2 separate regions of the Mus musculus genome follow, and region 2 is linked to region 1. The links are chromatin contacts, called in public HiCAR-type maps. All regions are on one chromosome and are shown on one strand. The core of a region is the stretch at or near the end of the contact, and the rest is flanking DNA. Distances in the headings are between cores, read along the strand shown. Region 1 has its middle 81 kb from the start of Gm25090. Region 2 has its middle 200 kb from the start of Gm25090.

Region 1 (6,808 bases), core at 1,181-3,680:
CCTTCTATCAAGCCATGCATGTGCCCTGATATCTATCCCACTATTCTCATGCATCCATCACTAATATAATCTATTAAGATGTATTATGGAGGCTTGCTGTATGCCAAGGTCGCTTTTTGATGCTGAGAATACAGCAGTGAGCATGAGAAAAAGTCTCAGCCCCTACATCCAAATGACAGTGTCTCAGCATCAAGAAGTCACTTGATGACACAGGGAAGGGGGGAAAGAACTGGCTGTGCTATTCCTGGGGTAACAGATTCCCTTCATCCTTTGCCTTGATCTATCCACATCCTCGTGGAGCCACCCCGCAACCCCCATGCAGATGTCTGCTCACAATGTCTGTGTCTTCCTGGATAGCAACAGATCTTCGAAATCACTGATGTACACACACCTCCACAATACGGACCTACAACTCTCTAAATTCCTGTGTGCACTCGTGTCAATTCACACCAAGCACATGCTCTAATACATGAGTCCTGGAGGCACTTATGCACACTCGTAATCCATGTACACGGCCAGGAATACACAGACACACTCACATGTTCACAGTCATTCAAGCACACTGATCTCTGTGCATAACTGCATATAAATATGTACACCCAGGTTAGGTGCAGGTAGGATTGCTATGTCTCCAGGGCATATGGACCCATATAGCCACACTCAGGTCACGTGTACACACTCCATGTACATGCCCTTGACACCACCACCACCACCACCCCCGCCAACCAAAGCCCTCACACCCTCTCAGAGCCCCATCCCGTCCTGGAAAATTATCCATACCTCTGACAGGAGAATGGGTTACAAATGCGGCCATGGAGCTGTTTTGACACTTTTGATGAATAACATTCAATACTATTAATTAGAACAATTGCTTTTCATTTAACTAAATCACGGGAATTGCTAAACTAAATTGAAACGGAATGTAATTTTGCCTCGCACTGCTTTAATATGGGCCTCTAAATGTCTTCTCCCTGAAGGATTAGTAACTTAATCACCCACCAGTGATAACTGCTTCCCAGGCTCAGCTGGGAGGTTTCCTGCTCAGGAAAAGACTGGCTGAGAACAGGCTAGGGGCCCTGCGGCAGCTCCTCCTGCCCCTGGCTTCCTCTCTCTGAATTATTCATCATCAGGATGTCACTTTCTCCCTCCTCTTGGTCCAGCCTGACCCTCAGAGACAATTTCCATCTTCAGTCATCCTGGTCCTGGATGTGTAATTCGTCCTGTGTCTGATGTCCTGAGAGCCTGACTGTGGGCTCGCATTCCATCTCTGCCCTCTCCAAGCCTAGTCGAGTCTCTCTATCCTTAGTACAGATCCTGGCATCCTGGGATCACTTAGCTCCTGGAGGAAGTACAGAGCCTGGTTTAGGATGCAGTGGCTCATTGACAGGGGCCAGAAAAATCTCCCTGAACTGCTTGGGAGAGTGGGGATTGGCTTAGCCTGGTGTGCTGTTCTAGGGTGACCAACTGTTTCAGACTGCATGGGAGGGCTTTCCAAGACAGTCTCTAGCAAATCAAAACTGGCTATGGGACTATCTGCTTCCAGCTAGGAACAATCCTTCATGTTTATCTGGCTGTATGCTAGCTACTGGGCATACATTATTTCATTTATATTTTGGAACAATTGCATAAGTCTATATCATGTTCACATACATAGTCATCCTGTAATAGAGAAAGCCAAGGCTTAATTTTTAAAAGCCTAACCTAGGCATGACAGCAGTAGTGATAATACGGGTCGCAGCAGCTGGACACCTCTAAGGGTTTGCTTGTGATGAGGCTAGCTTCTCCACCATGGCCATGGAGATATGGGACAGTTGTGTCATTTGAACTGTATCCTTGGCTGAGGCTCACACAGGTGAAGCACAGTGCCAGCGAGTACACACTGCCATTATGGACTCAAGAGGATCTCTCTCCAGCGTCGATTGCATTGACCTGCCTATCAGGCCTCCTGTGTTCTGTCCTCTGGATACATGGGAGTCCCAGGAGAGAGGCTTCCATAGGGCAAGGCTAAATGCAGATTGGAACTGTGAGCTGAAGGTGGCATCATTGTGTATGATTCTCACCTATGGGTGTCCAAACTATGCATGGCTATCCTTTCCCACAGACTCAGTAGGTCTGACTATCACGGAGCCAGTTGTTCATGGGAATCTAAAGTCAACCAACTCTCTGCTGTTCACTGCTTCCATTCAGTGAAATCAATAGTCATTGATTGGACTTGGAGCCTGGGCAGGGCCTGGGGGCTGCCCTTGAGGCTGATTCAACCTCTCACCAACCTGGGTGGAGTAGCTAAGACAGTGTCTCCCTGTGAGTGGACCCTGGGTCAGCAGCCAGAATGTCACCCGGGAATCTGTTAGAAATGGAAACTCCCAGGCCCCACCCAGTCCTTTCCCTAATCAGACATTCTATGGGTGGGACCTGAGAGTCTGCCGTCATAGGCTCTCCAGATCACACAGAGGCAGCTAAAGTTTGAGAAAGGAGGGACAACAGACAGGAGCAGATGAGGCTGTGGAAGCACAGAAGAGGGAAGAGAATGTGAGCTAATGCTTTGGAAGAGGGAGCTGGGTCCAGGCTCGTTCAAATGACACCATTGATCCACAAGACAGAGGCTCTTCTGGTCCTGATGGATGGAATGCTACCCCTGAAGGAGCCGGGGGCTCCCTTTCATCTTTCTTTGCCTCTCCTCTATTTAAGGACCCAAGCCAGCCTGCATCTTGTGGGCCTGAGGATATTTGAGAGGGGTCAGGAGAGATGAGACCTGTCCTCACTCTATAGCTGGCTGCTGGGACAGTGTGTCCCCCACTACTGGACTCTCGCCAGGCCTCAGGCCTCTGCAGTCTTTTAAATGAATCAGACTGCGAAGGCCAAAGCCCCTGGGAGGAACAGGGCGGGCAGAGAGGAGTTATGAAGACAGCTTACCATGGACTGGAGGAGACAGCCTTGGGGGGGGGGGGGGAATCAAACAAACTCTGATGGCTTTCTGCGCAAGCCACTCTTGAGCTGAGGACTCCTGCCAAGGAGAGCAGCTGGGTGTGTTTGCAAAATGATTCTAGGTGCTGGGCTGTGAGACAGGAGAAGGTCCTTATCCCAGCTCAATAAGTACACCATAGCCAGCCCTTTTATGGTTTCCCTGATCTCACAGCACCTGGAGATACTCTTCGCCCAAAGACAGCTGGCTTCTTCGAATTTTCCTGATACAGGCTACATGGACATATTTTAGTGCCTCTGGATTCAGTTTCACCAAACTGATCTTTTCCCAGCTGAGAACCCACACTTTCTCTTATACATCCTGTCCTAGGCCCTGATGTCACCTGAGGGTCTGATACCTCTCGTGTCACCTGAGAAGCCTCCCTAGGTTTTGTCTTTGCCTGGTGACCTGTGGCCTTTGCTGCTCTTGGAGCTTTTCTGTCCTTTTCAGAGTTGATTTCTCTTAGAAGGTGACTCTTGTAAGCGTGTGGGAAAGAGTGCTTGGGTCTCTTCTGCTCCTCTACTGTTGCCAGATTAGACGCTCTCTGTCTCTATACCAATGTCTCCACTCTGGTATCTGTTGCCATCAATTCTGTACAACTCAGGGTGCGAGAGAGCCTGTCCAAATCCAGCCTCATAGGCTCCTGGAACTACTTTACTGTGAGCCATGTTCTTGTATCTGTGACTGGCTACCTTGGGGCTACCACCTACCCTGTGCTATACCCCCAATTCCCTATCATAGGCAAGCAAGTTCATCCAGCATTTACCTGGATACATACAGCCCGAGTCATTAAAACTCAGAAGTTATCCTGTAAAGCAGGTTCCTGGGAGTAAAGTGAAGAGTGGCTGGGCACCTACCTCTGTCCAAGGCCCCTGGGGAGCCACACCGGTTCCTGTTCGTCTTAAGGCAGTAGAAGCACCAACTTGCTTTTCTACCTGTGGTACTAATTGGATAAACCCCCTGGGTCTGAGTCCTTTTCGATGAGCTCAGAAAGCCCAGAAATTCAGAGTACTGATGTTAAAAATTTGAAGAAGTGGACCTTAGAAGAGGAGGCATTTCTCAGGGAGGCTGTGGATAGGGGTGGTTCATTGTCTGGATGTGTGACTCTGAGAAGATTCTGAGAGTCTGGCCTTTAGTTTCACAGTTTTAAGTGAGTCCATGCCATACGACCTTAACCCTTCCCAGGAATTTCCTCATTGGAGGTCATAACTATGTTCTGGCTTCCCAAACTATGTTATTCCACCTGTCATCTTCCCTGTGTCTTATAACCTCTGATGCCTGACACGTGACAGTCTTATGGCTTTTCCCCTCCTGCATCCTCCACCTTGCGGAATGCCGCAGCCGCAGGGATGCCCATCTCAGCACATTGATCTCTCTGACATGCCTTCTTGTCTCAGCTGCCCCCTTTCCTTGCACTTAGCTCTTGAATTTTAACCCTCATTTCTGTGAGTGGCATTTCTGAGCCAAGAACACAAAGACAGCACCTTTTGGCATGGTCAGCTGCCGGGGAGCCGATATGGTCAGATGCAGTCCCTCGAAACATGTTTTCACCTGAACTCTCTGCCTTCCTTTCCCAACAGCTCTCACTTCCCCCCTCACTCTGCTCAAAATAGTTTCACTCAGACTTGGCAATTATGATGTTAATCTACTATCTCTATTTTCTTCTCTTCCAAAAAATCTGATTAACAAGTTCCTGAATTTCCCACCATTTTTTCTTATCAAATGTTTTTTAATTTCACAGACAATATGAAACATACTCTGTAGGCCATTTTTTTTTTTTTGCTCTTCATTTGTTAACCTCTTGTTTGCCGGGGCCCTCGCTGTCATAAGGACCTGTTCCTGCCAAGTCTTCTCTGTGTTCATCTAGATGTGCTTCCTGCCAGGCTCATCTTTCTGTTATCCAGCAGCATCATGTCACCGTGATGTCTGACACTATTCTAGGACAGGGGCTGGAGAGATGCTCAGTGCCTAAGAACCTACTCCTCTTGCTCACTTCCCAGTAGCAAGCAGGGGCAGTCCACAACAGCCCAACTCCTGTTCCTGCTCCTGGATCCAATGCCTCTGCAGATACCATCACATACATGGAACACATGAACACATACATGGAACACATGAACTCATACATGGAACACATGAACTCATACATGGAACACATGAACACATACATGGAACACATAAACACATACATGGAGCACATGAACTCATACATGGAACACATGAACACATACATGGAACACATAAACACATACATGGAACACATGAACTCATACATGGAACACATAAACACATACATGGAACACATAAACTCATGCAGGCACACAACATAGACATAAAATAAAAAAAAACTCCTAAAAATTAATCTAATATAGATAGATGCCTATTTCTCTTACTTCCAATTGGAAGGTGTCTGCTAAGTGTAAGATTTGAACTACACTGTGAATCAGGCCTGGGTAAGCTCTGACTCTGGCATGCCATGGAGAGTAAACCACCCTCCACGTACAAAATTTCTCTGATTTACTCAAGTGTATGTACACTCCCTTTTAGTAGGCTATTACTTTCTTATTTGGCTACTTTGGTACATGGCTTTTAAATATTATTTTTACAAATTAATTTCTAAAGAAGAACTAACTTGGGAATCTAAAAATTCAATGAAAACATTAGAAAATTAGACTACAACAACATATATGGTCCCAGGGACCAAAGCTATAATCAGACATCAAGTAGCTCTGTGAGTTCACCGACGCCTTCATAGGAAGAAGATTGCTACTGGCCATTAGAGGCCATCAGAGGCCATCGAAGGCCATCAGAGGCTGCCATCTCTCTCCTACATTGTAGCAGTAATGGTGAGCATATGGTACCCAACTCTGCTTTATTTTTATTTTTCCTTGAAATTCACGGTGATTGTGCAGCTCCAGTTGCCAGTAGATACGATCAGAAGTGCTTGATGTCATGTCCCACCCCTCCTCTGCCCCTTGCTTTCCCCTTTAGCTCTGTGTGATTGTCTTTGTCTTCGTTCTCCTTGACTTATCCTGACAGTAAGTAGCATCCTTTGGAAGCTATCTGTTAGAGATGAAAAGTTCCTGACATTGGCCTTCCCCACCCCCCGACCCCCGGGACACTTAAGTGAGAGTACATCTAGGTCTGACTTTTAATGTACTAAAATCTGGGGTGTGTGTTTGTTATCACTACTTAATACATCCTCCCAAATATGTAACTTCTCTCTCTGGCAGGTGGAATTTCTGAAATGTGTCTTTGAAAGGTTGTACTTTCACATCTGAGACAGACTAGAGGTAACCAGATCTTCCTGAGCCCATTGGAGTGGGAGTTTAGCATGGTAATTGATTGATATTACTGAGTCTTTTTCCTAACTATGTCTCTTGATCTTTATTTTCCTTTAAATAGGCTAAAGTATGTGGGGGTGAAGAAGCCGGGTAATCTGGCTCACGCCGGCGTACCAGTGCTTTGAGCAAAGGACCATCAGCTGGGATACCCTGATGTTAGCACTCGGGACACTCTATATAACTTGAAGAAGTTCCACAGCACTCACTGCTGCTTGCTGCTGGAACACAACTCTGGTTCTTGTAGGCACTGCCTAGCCACAACTGCTTTGAAAAATTAATTAATTAATTATATGTATTTGGATGTTTTGCCCACTGGTACATTTGTGCCCCGTGTCTGTTCCCGGTATCTGTGGAGGACAGAGGGGTGTGTTATATCCCCCGGGACTTGAGTTACAGATGGTGATAAGCTACCATGTGGATGCTGGGAATCAAACTCAGCTCCTCTGGAAGAGCAACCGATGCTCTTTACCTTTGAGTCATCGCTGCAAGCCCCCCCTGTCCCATT
Region 2 (6,510 bases), core at 526-3,025, 280 kb after region 1:
AAATGAGGTGGCCACATTGGTCTTGCAAACTTTATATGCCTCAGTACAGGGAAATGCCAGGGCCAAGAAGTGGGAGTGGGTGGGTAGGGGAGTAGGGGGGGAGGGAATGGGGGACTTTTGGGATAGCATTGGAAATGTAAATGAAGAAAATATCTAATAAATAAAAAAAGGAAAAAATGAGGTGGCCTGTGTTAAAATATTACCTATGAAATCATTTCTAAATACAAGGACAGTGAGTATATTCATAGACTATCACATGAACCAATGGACATTTGGTTGTTGTTGGCATGGGTCACAGAAACCTAAAGCCTGAGTTGGCCAGGAACTGCATCTCAAGAAACACAATGGGAACGTTACAGAGGGCCTGGCCTGGGCTCTGGCCTTCAGCATCGTTTCAGTCCTTCTGGAAGAATGCACAAAACCCAGGTCTATGCCTCCAGACTTGGACACTTAAAAGTATTCCACAGGACTGGGGAGATCAGGAGAGCCCTGGGCAGCATGGAATGCTAATTAATGTCAAGAGAGGGTTTCAGTCCATGGCAAGAGATGCAGATAGCAATAAGAGACAGTGCCTGGAAGTGGAGTCTGGTGTTTGTAGGTGGAGGCAGGAAACAGAAGCCAGTAAAGCCTTTGCCTGAGCAGTGCAAAGTTTCTGAGAAGTCTTCTCTGTCGTAAGTCACCGTGGGTGGCATTCAGATCAGACCTGATGGAAGTCACTCTGTACACAAAGCAACTCTTCATGAAGTGCAGTTTAGAATCAAGCAGCCTGAAGCTTGAGGCTCTGCTAAGCACATATGTGCCTATGAGTTTAGGGAAATACTAACTCCAGAGTCTGTTTCTCTGTCTACGAAATGGGAAGAGTATAGCCTACTTAGGAAGATTGGTAAAGAATGAATGTGCAGATGCAGAACACGTGTTTAGCATGCACACAGGGACTTGGGTCCAGGTCTCAGCACCTCTGAAAGACAAAGAGGAGGGACAGAGGTAGGGAGAGAGATTGTTTAAAGCACAAAATATAGCTGCCAATCAGCACATACCCAGTAGGTACCATAGTAATTAGGGTGAAATAATGATGATGATGATGATAACGACGACTACGATGATGATAGCATTGATGAGGAGGTCACTTTATTTCTGTCTCCAAGCTGAGAACCACATATTTTTTTATTAGATATTTTCTGCATTTACATTTCAAATGCTATCCCAAAAGTCCCCTATACCCTCCTGCCTGCCCTGTTCCCTTACCCACCCACTCTCACTTCTTGGCTCTGATGTTCCCCTGTACTGGGGCATATAAAGTTTACAAGACCAAGGGGCCTCTCTTCCCAGTGATGGCCGACTAGGCCATCTTCTGCTACATATGCAGCTAGAGACACAAGCTCGGGGGTACTGGTTAGCTCATATTGTTGGAGAACCACATATTTGATGACTTTTCCTTCCTAGTACAAGTTACTTCAGTTACTGTTTTCTGGAAAGATACACAAACCCCGTGCAGAGGGTCTCTGTGCCTTTTCTGTTGGTGGAGCTGCCTCATGTAATCTTTCCATCAGGATTAGAGAAAGGAACACACACTCACACACACACACACACACACACACACACACACACACACACACACACACACACACACACACATTGAAGGAACTCTCAGTGATTAGCCTAGCAAGAACTACTTCTCAACAATTTTTTTGGATCCAAACACACATTATCAGGCCAGGAGGCCTCTCTTGGCTGGGGATAGGGATTGCAAATACCTCCTTGGTTCCCAAGGACAGCTCTGCTGTTCAATGAGGCCATTCATTCCAGCCCCACACAATTACTGTCGCTTACACAAACAGTTATGGGGCATTCAGATGACAAATGTCAGGCAGCCATTCAAGTCACGTTTTTTTGAGAAATATTTTTATTACAGGAAGATACTCATGATGTAGCATTTTAAAAGGTGGGGGAAGCAGGAAGCAAATCAAAAGCAGCAGCGACAATTAGGAGGGAAATGAAGCCTCCTTCCTCCCACCTTAAGACTCACCCCGGCAAAACAGCATTCTGGGGGAAAACAAGACAGAGATCCAACAGATTCCAAATAAACTGACCAGCATCATGCACTTGCATAAAGGTGCATAAAAAACAGTTGGCTATTAGGACAGGAGTTTCACTGATCATCATACATGAATAATTCCTAAAAAATCCTTCCAGTAAATTTCCTCCAAAGCCAAACTCCGTCCAGTATTTGGCTGACCTATTCCTCCCTCTGGTTTTTTTTTTTTCAGTGCCTTAGCATACTCTAACTGATGCCACTCTCTTCTTGCTTCCCATATCTCTCTTTCCTCACTTCTGTTCCTATCTCTTCTCCATGCATCTCCCAATGTGTGGGAAAAGAAGCACTTGAGCCCCAAAGCTTGTGTCTGAAGCCTGCCTGTAAAATGCCTCACTGTATAATCACGGGTAAATTTCTTAGTCTCTTGGTATCTCTGTTCAACCCCCAGAAAATGGGAAAATTAGTGATGCCATCTCATAGTGTGCTTTTAAGATCAATGATGAGCTTATAGGAATTACATAGACTATTGTAAATATTGGCCATCATTTTTATTGCCCTTCTGTGGGCTCACTGACCTTCTCTTGGCTTCTTCAAATTCCATTCTACCCACAGTAATAACATTTCTTGCAATAAGAAAGAGGAGGGATTGTTTGCAGATAATTGTAACTTAGCTCACATTTGAATCTCGTCATACTGCATAGGAAAATCTCTGAACAGCAATACCATGATAGGTTAAACAATGAATCCCACAAAAGGCTACATCCTAATCCTACAACAGTGTGAACATGCTCCCTTAAAAGGCAGGAAAAATGGGCTTAAGGACCTTAGTATGGTGGACAGAGTGTCATCTGAAGTCCTCCTAAGTAGGGAAAGAGAGATGTGGCAGAGTAATGATTCAAAGTTGGGGTGATGACAGGTTGTAGGGAATCAGGAGCCAAGGATTATGGAAAGACGACAAAAGTTAGAAAAACTTAGCTGTGGATTCTCTCTGGGTCACACAGAAGGAACTAGGCCAGCCAGTACCTCAACTATTGACCCTTAGGTACATTTTCAGACTTCTCACCTATATAATTATAATATGGTGAGTTGATTTATGGTAATTTGTTAGAGCAACAGCAATTAATTAATGAAGCAAAAACAAAACAAAAATTATCATATTAACCACAATGGATTCATGACAGACTTTAGTTTTCTTCTTTTTAAGGCTATCTTTGACTCTTAAAATAAAGATCAATAGTGCCTACTGTGAGCTGGCCCTGGTGTTCTGCTGCTGTAGAAGGTATGTAAGCATGTGAAATGGAGCCACTCCCCTGCATGACTATTGTCCATTACTGAGCTTATAGTTTCTGGTTATTCCTTCATGTCTACCATCTTCTTAGTTGAAAACTTTTCTATTTCCATTTCTTTGCATCTTTTTTTGAATTTATTGAATTTATTATGTCTACAAAAAAGTAGGAATCTTGTTAAAATACAGATACTCTTGACATCATTTGTCATCAAGAAAATGTCCAAATTTCAAAGAGTTATCACTGTACATCATGCAATTATTTAAATGAAAGCATATGGTACCACGTGTTGGGTTATAGATCAACTTGAACTCACACATTCACATTCTCCTGGTTAGGATGTAGAATAGTAAAGCCATTTTGGGAAAACTGGTGACAGTTTACTTAAGAAGTTAAGCATATGCATAGCATCTGGTGTGGGTACACCATATGGAGATACCTCCCTCCTAATGAAATATGTCTTTACAAAGACTCGGATGTGAATGTGTTCAGGCACTACATTCATAGTAGTTAAAATCTGGAAGCTTTAAATATAGCCATAAAATGATAGATGCAGAAGTAAGTAGCTGGTTATAATGGAAGAGTAGTTAGCAACCAAAAGAGTTGAGGCTCAGGGTAAATAGCTCAGTGCTAACAGGGGCAGAAGTCCTGGGCTTACTATTCAGAACTGAAAAAAAAATGTGATCTACAGTGGCAGAAAGCAGATAGACGGTTTCCTGATGAGGACAGAGAGAAAGGAAGAATACAAATGGGAGCAAGGTATCTCGTTTGTCATGGTGGTTTCATGGATGTTGTGCTGGTTGGTTTTTGTGAACCTGACAGAAACCTAGACATATCTGAGAAGAGGGAGTCTCAATTGAGAAAATGCCTCTGTGAGATTGGCCTGTATGCAAATAAGAGTGTGCAGTATTCCCTTCGTTCATGACTGATGTGGAAATACTCTGCCCACTCCTGGGCAGGTGGTCCTGGAGTATGTAGGAAGCTTCTTGAGCGAGCCTCGGAAAATAAGCCAGTAAGCATGGCCACTGGTTGAGTTTTTATTTTCAGGTTCCTTTCCTGCTTGAATTCTTGTCCTGACTTCCCTCAGTGATGGAGAATGACCTGAAAATTGAAAGCTGAAGTAAACCCTTCTTGCCCCAAATTACTTTGGTCATAATATTTCATCACAGCAATGGAACCCCTAGTGAAGACAGATGATGATCAAAATCCATCAACATGTGTTCCTTAAATGTATGTGGTTTTCTGTATATAAGGGGATAATGGGCATGGAACATTTTTTTTGACTCTGAAACCTGATCAGGCAGGCATGTCTGCACAGACTCACTTGTTAGAGGTTGTTGGTCCACAGACAACATGCTAATAACTACAGCTCCAAATGCTCTGTCTTCACTTTCTACACTTGGAGAAAACAAATCTTTGTTCTGTTTTGCCAAGAAACAGAAATTTCTTCCAAAAGAAATACCTTGAGTCCTCACATGAACTCCCTGAGATGTAAGTATATACTTGGGCAATGTCTTGAGCCCATGCATAGCCACATGTTTGATAGTATTTTTGCTCTATTTGTGGTGACCATACCAGCCCAGCCACTCATTTCTCCATCGTGACATTGGCTTGAGCTTTACCTAGAAATCCATATGAGCCTTCCTTAGCATCGTCATACCCTTGCCTTAAATCTTTAAGCAGAGCCATAGCTTTTGCTTAACACATTCATTTTCAGGTGTGCTTGCATACAAGTAAGCTTGAGAAGGTAATACAGACTATGATGAACACTGTTTGACTTATGAAATATTTGAAGTACTTTAGAACCCCAAAAGAAAAACTGTGGACTCACCTGAACTCTTCCTTCAAGATACTGTTCTGTGCCCTTGATTGCTTTAGGTTTCTCTATAGGATGCAATGTGTTCATGCGTGAACTGATCCTTTGATGTTGGTCTAAATCCATTATGGATCTTCACTTGCTTTGTGCCTGCTGTAAAGAAGAAAGCTACTCCAGGACAGTGTTTCTGGGCAGTAACCAGATCCCTCTGTGGTAGCAAATATGTCTCTCTCAATCTAATAGAGACCATGTCCATTCCAAACCTGTGTCTCAGTCAATCCCAAATTAGGACAGTGTAATTAACTTGTCTAAAGTTTAATAGTTAAAATGGTGGATTCCAAGTAAGTTCTAAATTTCTTGTGGATGGAACAACAATAACAACAACAACAAAAAAAAAAACCAAATAAGCAAACAAACAAATAAGCAGTATAAAAGGAAATGTTGTAGTTATAATAGCTATGCTTTTTGTGTATTTTTATGAAGTGTCTGTCCTTTTATCTCAAGAACTCTTTAAGATATGGGCAAAGTGTGAAGAAGGGAGCTACTAGCTTCCAATCTTTCTGTCTGCAGGTAAACAAACTCATACCATTAAGGAAGGCTCTACGCGGCAGCCATATGAATAAGGTGCACATCTGTTGTTCTAGCCATTTTGTCCTGTGGTTATGAATCTCACAAATGCATGTGAACAGAGAATTCAATAGTTACAGTTTCACATATGTTACCCAGTCCTTAAGTGTTCTATACGGCCTGAAGAATGATCTACTACAGCTGTATGTTTAGTTCCAAGTGAGCGCCTTTATTCGTCTTGTAGCAAGGCAGAGAAGGAACAGCAAGGACCAAGGAGCTAAGAACAGCAGAGAGATAGCAAACTGTCATAAAATCAGGTATGTTACAACATCCAGCAGAAATTACTGGAGCAGCGTGACTGGGGGAGCAAACGGATATAACACCATCAAATCAGGGGCTTATAATTAGCTAGCAGAAATTGACTGGGGCATTCTCATTGAGACAGCCAGCTGGAATTCTTGACTGAGAACTTCCTCTCCATGCCTGAGCTTCTAGTTTCTCTTCTCTACTAAAGTAATTTTAATATCATAGAATAAATAATAGTTATCTCTGTTAAAAGTGGTTTATTTTTTTTAGCTGTTCACAAGAATGCGATGTTTTAAATATCATTAGTTGCTTTCTGTTTACTGTTTTTCCCTGCCAGAGAGTGGAGGAGCAAGCCTGCTCTAGGACAGGGATCCTAGGGCAGGGGTCAGCCTACGCTAAGAAAGGGTACTTTGGAAGACACTTGAAATACCAGAGGCTGCTTATAACATGCCTAACCAGCACAGGATAATCGATTAGTATAGCATGTTACATTCACGGAA

What was found. HiCAR-type assays count read pairs that join an accessible place to other places.
Region 2: a HiCAR-type map of fibro-adipogenic progenitors shows a contact between it and region 1, with 4 times the contacts expected there. The contact joins two enhancer-like sites. A contact is called at or near these places in 13 of 484 Hi-C or Micro-C datasets (adipose-derived mesenchymal stem cells, cerebral cortex, cortical neurons and 6 more) and 2 of 115 datasets of contacts at active chromatin or transcription factors (fibro-adipogenic progenitors and heart atrium).

The regions. Positions count from the first base shown.
Region 1 is chr2:159,054,866-159,061,673 of GRCm38.p6, forward strand. No RefSeq gene overlaps it. Among named protein-coding and RNA genes, the nearest start is that of Gm25090, 81 kb to the right of the region's middle. Within about 2 kb of position 2,431, at least 11 of the 459 cell types and tissues checked have an H3K27ac peak or open chromatin away from gene starts, as enhancers often do. A contact at or near this core is called in fibro-adipogenic progenitors, where this site is marked.
Region 2 is chr2:159,333,121-159,339,630 of GRCm38.p6, forward strand. No RefSeq gene overlaps it. Among named protein-coding and RNA genes, the nearest start is that of Gm25090, 200 kb to the left of the region's middle. Within about 2 kb of position 1,776, at least 7 of the 459 cell types and tissues checked have an H3K27ac peak or open chromatin away from gene starts, as enhancers often do. A contact at or near this core is called in fibro-adipogenic progenitors, where this site is marked.